2 separate regions of the Lactuca sativa genome follow, and region 2 is linked to region 1. A link is a contact called in public Hi-C data. All regions are on one chromosome and are shown on one strand. The core of a region is the stretch at or near the end of the contact, and the rest is flanking DNA. Distances in the headings are between cores, read along the strand shown. Region 1 holds the start of LOC111916476 (ATP-dependent RNA helicase eIF4A). Region 2 holds the start of LOC111916477 (B3 domain-containing protein Os01g0234100).

What was found. A called contact is a pair of places that touch in the nucleus more often than the background predicts.
Region 2: a contact with region 1 is called in a Hi-C map of seed, with 5 times the contacts expected there. The contact joins the promoter of LOC111916477 here to the promoter of LOC111916476 in region 1. A contact is called at or near these places in 2 of 4 Hi-C or Micro-C datasets (leaf and seed).

The regions. Positions count from the first base shown.
Region 1 is chr4:366,832,578-366,836,120 of Lsat_Salinas_v11, reverse strand. It overlaps LOC111916476 (ATP-dependent RNA helicase eIF4A), which reads right to left and starts at 1,680. Exons shown (of 7, transcript XM_023912143.3): 1 at 1,525-1,680; 2 at 1,355-1,403; 3 at 893-1,030; 4 at 578-802; 5 at 456-495; 6 at 253-350; 7 at 1-146. The coding sequence starts at 1,577. The coding sequence ends at 129.
Region 2 is chr4:367,243,169-367,246,711 of Lsat_Salinas_v11, reverse strand. It overlaps LOC111916477 (B3 domain-containing protein Os01g0234100), which reads left to right and starts at 1,965. Exons shown (of 6, transcript XM_023912144.3): 1 at 1,965-2,228; 2 at 2,361-2,444; 3 at 2,748-2,891; 4 at 2,963-3,169; 5 at 3,320-3,410; 6 at 3,497-3,543. The coding sequence starts at 2,043.

The DNA.
Region 1 (3,543 bases), core at 431-2,930:
ACTTTACTTAAAAATCACATGTTATTGTTTTAACAAAATAGTTCTTGTAAATTGTAATCATATAAAGGGACTCATATCTATGATACCTGATTACCAATTCACTTGAAAGAAACCCCAAAAAAATGTCTTTAAAACATTTCAAAAATCTGTTCAAGAAAAAAACACAAAACCAAATTCAAATATTCAAGCAAGAAAAATCTTTGGTTTGTATTAAAAAAATGAAAATATTAAAAAAGAATAACAAAAACTTACATTTATTGGCATTTCTGCAATCACAAGATTGCTGCTTTCCTCAATGGTTTTAAGTGCCACCACTTCTCCCCCAACAACCATGTTAATCACAATCCCATCTACATTATTCAACAACATAACTTTTAACTTAAGATATTATTTTTATATAATTATTAATTAATAAGTAAGATGTATTAATTAAAAAAAAAAGATATGGAAAAAACCTGTAGCCAAACATGTTGTCATTCGCCTCATATATGTTTCCTGATAAATATCACAATTCAAAAATCGTTTATCAAATTGGATCCATTTATAAAATGTGGTTCATATAATTGTATAAAAGTACCTTTTTTGTTGGGAGTTCATAGTTTATAAGAACACTAGAACTGATGGATGATTCTCCTGAAGCAAGAAGAGGAAGACAAGAATCAGTTGCAACTATCATATGAGATTTCTGTTCTTCCTTTTCATCTCCAGATTGAATGGATGCTGAATTTTGATTCCATTTTGTTGTTGCATAGCGAAATTTATCTAGAATCAATGCACGTTCAGCTTCAGTAAGGTCACTATACTGAGAAGAAAAGGTTCAGAAAATGATGATAGAATGTAAATTATTGACCTTGAATGCAAAGATCATAAGAGAAAAAGGCAGATGAAATACCAGAGGTGTAACAGTGATGTAAGAGATGTTGGAGATGGAAGAACAAACAGCATCAAGCTCATCTCGTGTGCTGCAACAAACCACCATTGGCAGCCATGGCCGACGCCCTGCCATTTCTAATAGATCCACCAATGTCTCCTGTCGATTTTCACTAAAAGCTTCAATAACAATCTCGAATTTTCTCCATGAATGTCGTATATACTTCCAAATTGCAGAGAAATATTGAACTACGAATCGGATTATAGTTGAAAAAATACACAATTTTCACCTCCGGATTGAGAATTGAACTTAATATGAAAGATGAAGGATTTTTCGGGATAAAATTGAGGAAAGATCTAAATGAACATGGAGATAGAAAGTCGTGTATGTGGTTGAATTTTATAAAGGGGATAAAATGAATTGATGATTCCGAATAAGAAACGATTTTTCTTAACTGAAACGTAAATAGAGCAAGAGATGGACCATCTTAAACTGGATTCTGTCGACGGCGAGATAGAAATGGCGTTGTGGACTGCAATATACACAACATGATTCATCAAATTAGCTTCTCTATACATTGTCGCTCTAGCTGTGAAAACAAAATAGTTTCGAATCAACAAATGAATTACAGTGAAAAAATCAGATTCCGATACCTAATAGAAGCGGGAGCAGGAGAAGGATGTGAAGATGCCTCCATTAACTCCATCTCCGGCGAGAAACTCCGGCGAAAGAAAACCCTACCGATCCTTCTCTTTGCAACGCAGTCAGGCAATAAGGTTTTACCAGTTCGTCGAGCATCGTGACTTATTTTAAGTAGTTTACAAAAGTAGTTCTTAGGATTAATTAATTGTCATATTTACTCTTTTTTCTTTCTATTTTTTCTATAAAGGTCCTTATCACTTGGATTTTTGCCCTTTTAAAAATGAGTTATAACTTATAATTTATAAACAAGCCATGTGGATGGAGAGAAAAAGAAAGGGATAATGACTTTAGGAGGTAATTAGGTTTTTAGTTTGTCTGTATTAGATTATTAAGGTTTTTTTTGTGCGTATTATACCAATATGATTGTTATTACTGTTTAGAAATAGTCTTTTTTATCGGTTTCTTTCTGTTTAACCGGTAAAAATGACTATTTCTAAAGGATGATAACAACCATATTGGTCTAATACGCATAAAAAAAAAAAAAAAAAAAAAAAAAAAAAAAAAAAAAAACCTTAATGACCTAATACGGACAAACTAAAAACCTAATTACCCTCCTAAGTTATTATCCCACAAAAAAAAAACTCGAACATGAAACTTTTGCAATGGTTTTTGCTACATAATCCTAATTGAGGTATAGAAAAAAAAATCTATAAAAATATTTGAGTTTGATATTGTGACGATATTAAGTTTATTTCAATCTAATTATTCGATTTTATTATCTTACATCGAATCTTTTATATTTTTATAATATTTATAATTTTGTTATTAATATATACAATTTTTAAAATTATATTTGAATATTATATGTGATATTATAAATACGAAGTTGGTTATGTAATCAGTGTTTACATCATAATCCATAATATTGATATATATTACTTTCATAATTAAAATTGCAAAGTTGGACTCTCAAGCTCCTAGCATTTCGTACTCGATTATCCAAGTCGACGGTATGTCGAGTTGATGGCACCAGTATTCAACCACTTCTTTAGTTTCGTTCATCTTTTGTCTCTATCGTCTCACCAATTCTCGAGTCATGATCATCTCTCACGTTTTTACCGTGTGAGAAGTAGTAAAAGTTCCAAATGTTGCAAAGTAGCTAAAGTTGACAAAGGTTGCTACCTAATCGAAGTTATCTAATAAAAAGTTGGAACATAAAGACAATTCTTGAGTTCATTACAACACTTAATAGGGTCGATATTCTAAATAGTTTCTTTTATAACGACAATAACATTAAAACTAAAGAAGCTAGAAAATTATATAGCACATAGTATAGTATGATTAATAAACCAATCAAACTAACATTACCTCGGCAATTTAGCTATATACTTAATCTAATTGAAAGTCAGAAAATTGAATATCATCCATCGTTCTCATCAGATTGCACCTCTGCTTTTTGAAAATGATATCGTTCCTAACTTTCCATAAAGGCCACAACACTATATAAGCCAAAAAAAAACAATTTACATCTCCTTTTGTCAACCTTTCAAATAACGTCGAAATGAATGAAGAAAAGCTCACAAGGGCAACACCTATAAGTCAAGTCTCGACCAAGCACAAAACTACTTCTCCAAACAAAACAATTCACTTTCAATGAGATACAATTAATCCAATTGAAAGAGATATCAAGGCTTCTGGAGTCAAAATCACCCATGCACATTCCTAATATGCTAACCAAGAAATATCCATTTGCATTATCTTTAAAACTCCAAGAACTAATAGATGAAGTCAACCTTACAATCTCAATTTCATGTGCAACTCCACAAGTTGATTCGTCTCTGTGCCTCTTCTCAGCGGTCTATTCGAGCACCACATCGTCCCCATGTATTATGTGTTTACTTCTTTAAAATGACACGAAGACAAAAGAAAAAAAAAAAACAAAACAAAACAATAAAAAATAGTCCAAAGTTCTATGAAAAGTGAAAACAAAAATTAAAAAAAGGTTCTTAAATATGACAAAATTATTTTTT
Region 2 (3,543 bases), core at 716-3,215, 410 kb before region 1:
ATTTTAATACATCGATAGAGGTGGTGCCTTAATCATTCTATACTAAATAGTAAGAAAGCATAAAAAATATATATGTATTTTTTTTTATCGGTGTTAACATGATCACATATGAAGAGGTAAATGAATGGTCATCGAAGACCCTCTTCAATCGATAGTGTAATCCTTATGTAGATCTTAATTCATACTAAATTATGTAGATCTTAATTCATACTAAAGTCCCGTTTGATAGTTTCTGTCTGGAAAAGTGCTGTCTGGTAAAGTTTTCTGACCGGGAAAGAAGCCATGCTGTTTGATTGTACATCTGATTGACTATGCTGAATGATGAAAAAAAATAATAATTCAATAAAAAATAAAATTAAAAAAAAATTATTTTAAAAAATTAATAATCCAAAAAAGAAAAAAAGAAGTGAGGTTTGGTGCATAATTGTCTTTCCAGCTCATTCAGCCAGAAGGATATGATTTTGAGGCTTTCTGGAAAAGTCATATCTTACTGAGAAAGACATTTTTTTTGTGCAAGTCAAACAGTCTTTCCGGTCCATTCAACCAGAAAAATCTGTTTGGACCTGGACGCATATCAAACGGGTCCTGAGACTATAAGTAAATTAATCATCAGTTGCTTGGTTGTCTTTTTGTGTATCGACAAAAATTTATAGTTAAATCAAAACAATAAAAAACAAACAAGATTATTAGTGATTTTGTAAAATAAGAGAGATGTAAAATATGTAAAAGCAAAGATAATTATGAATTTGAATATAATTCATGATATTTTAAGATTATAATGATCATAAAAGCACATAGCAAAGAAAACACAAAAATTAGAACTTAAATATGATGACCCACTACAAATCTTGTTCTAGCAACTTTTAGCATAAAATAGTAATTCAACTTATGGTGTAGATCAAGTATTTACTCTTGTGTGGAATGGTAAAGTTGATCTTTTAAAGTTTACTAGTTTCTAATTAACCTATAGTATAATATATTAATACACTATTCCCTTTGGTTTTTCTTTTGTAAATCGTATTCTGTATGTAATCCAAAAAAATATTACTAATTATGAAAAATCATTAACTTTTTGTGACCATAAACATATTTCCAACAAATATGTACTAGATCACCATCTGTGTTTGCATTGTTTTCTTTATTAAACATCTTTTATGAACGTTTTGGTGATATATTTTGTATTGCAGTAGTTTTTCTCCTGATATTAACATAACTTGCAAGTATACAAAATGTTTTTTTTTTTTTCGCAAACTAATAATGTAACCAATTGTACGTAATATCGAGCTAAGACTTGAAAACCATAATATCGCTAATTTATGGTGATCAATCCACAGGTTAGTGGTTGTTTTTTTTAGTAAATAAAGTCTCATTGGTTATCTAGAAATACAAGTACACCTTTTATGGTCATTTTAATAAATAAATCTTATATTTAATCCTCAAATATTTTTTACTAACTAATTTGGTTAATCTTGATCTTTAATATTAAATATTTAATTCGTAACAGTCATATAATATTTTTACCATATATGGTTATAGTTGTGTAATGTTTTTTATTCTATTGTTATACAAAAAAAGTAAAATATAAACTCTTCTTTAAACTCTAGATTTAGAATTACTTTGTTTAGTTTCACGTACAGTAATATATTTATTATACTAAATGTTATTGTAATATAATATTTTAAAAAATACATTTTGATTAAAAATAGCAAATTGAATGATAGAGTTTTATAAAATATTTTTTAAAATAAATTAGATAATTATAAAAACATTTTAAGCAGTTAATAATTTGAAAAAAAAGGTAAAATAGTTATTTTTTTTTTTTAAATTATGATAATAATTTTTTTATAATAAATTTTGTAAACATCTAAAAAAAATAAAAAATTATATTTATAATATACGTAAATAATGTTGGGTAATGAATGATATTTTTTAGGTAAAAATGCAGAAAATCAATGATATTTTTCCGACAAAAAAATAGTCTTTGTTGGGTAAAGAAAAGTGTAAAAGCTTCAAGAGAGTGTTCTTCCACCGCGGACCTGTTGATGATTCTTCGTCCTCTCCGAACGATGTCAGATTCTCCGACGAGTGATGAAGGAAGTTCCGATCTTCAACTCGCAAATAATGAACTGAAAACCCCCAATTCATTAGATGCTCTTGTGACTATCGCTCAACTACCACCATCGTTACCCTTTCCTTTTGCTCCTATCACACCATTAACTAAATTATCGGTCTCTCTCTCTCTCTCTCTCTCTCTCTCTCTCTCTCTCTCTCCCTCTCTTTCTACACATATTTACACAATTTCTTATTGTGTCTGCATAATTTGATTCATTAATGGTTAGATCTGGTTGTGTTAATCACAGGGTAAACGAAAGAGGTTGAAGACCTCGAGATATGATTTTCCTTCAAACAATGCAGAGAAGAAACGTTCATCTTCAAAACATAAGGTGATCACTGATCAGATTTCGAGTTTGTTTTCTTAAATTGTTGTGTTTCATCTATTCTACAACGGAATTATCTAACATTACGAGTTTCGATAGTCAAAATTCTCAACATCAAAACTTCATAATCGTTACGATAGTTAAATACTTCGCGATCTGTTCATACTGTGATGTTTATCAAGCTAGAATTTATGGTTTTTAGTACAAACCCCCAAAACTGTTGATGAAAAACCCTAACACCATGAATGAAGTGATTAATTTCAGTTACGTTAACACATAGTTGAAAAAGATTACTGTTTTCATTATCAGGCGAAGCATGATCCATCGGATACTCCAGCCCAAATCTCACCAACTATGATTCGAGCAGGGGAGCTTCAATCAAGCCTTGGATCTGATCATCCTAGCTTTAAAAAAATCATGCTCAAATCACATGTTGTTAGTTGTTTTTGGATGGTAATTTGACTAATTTCACTATATAACTTGTGAAATTTCTTTCTATTTTTATAATAAATTTCTGTTTGCAGGGTCTTCCAGTGCCTTTCTGCAGATCATTTCTACCAAAACAAGAAACTTTAATGGTGATTGAAGATGAAAATGGACAACAATATAAGCTTAAATATATTGCTCATAAGACTGGACTTAGTGCAGGATGGAGGAACTTTGCAATTGCACATAAATTGCTTGAAGGAGATGTTTTGGTTTTCCAGTTAGTTGAATCCAACAAATTTAAGGTACAAATCTTGCTCTTTTATCTGTCGATTTTAATTATATTATGTAGCAATTCAATTAGTATCGAAATTTTTTTGACTTGTTAAAGCAAAATATAAAACATCAAAATGTAATTTTTCAGTAGTTAATCAATTTTTTTGACCTATTTTTAGGTTTATATTGTAAGGGCGAATGAATCAAAACAAGTTGATGATGCTCATAACCTTTTAAACCACAATACAAATAAAAATCACAAGACTCAAGGTTTGTCATCATCATCAATTCAACTTAAACCACTTTTCTTTTTTTCTTTTTTTTTTTAAATGTTAATTGACGCGATAACTATGCAGCAAAATTGGTCAACAAAAGATCTGAGCCCCCTACGCTGGCTTCTGAG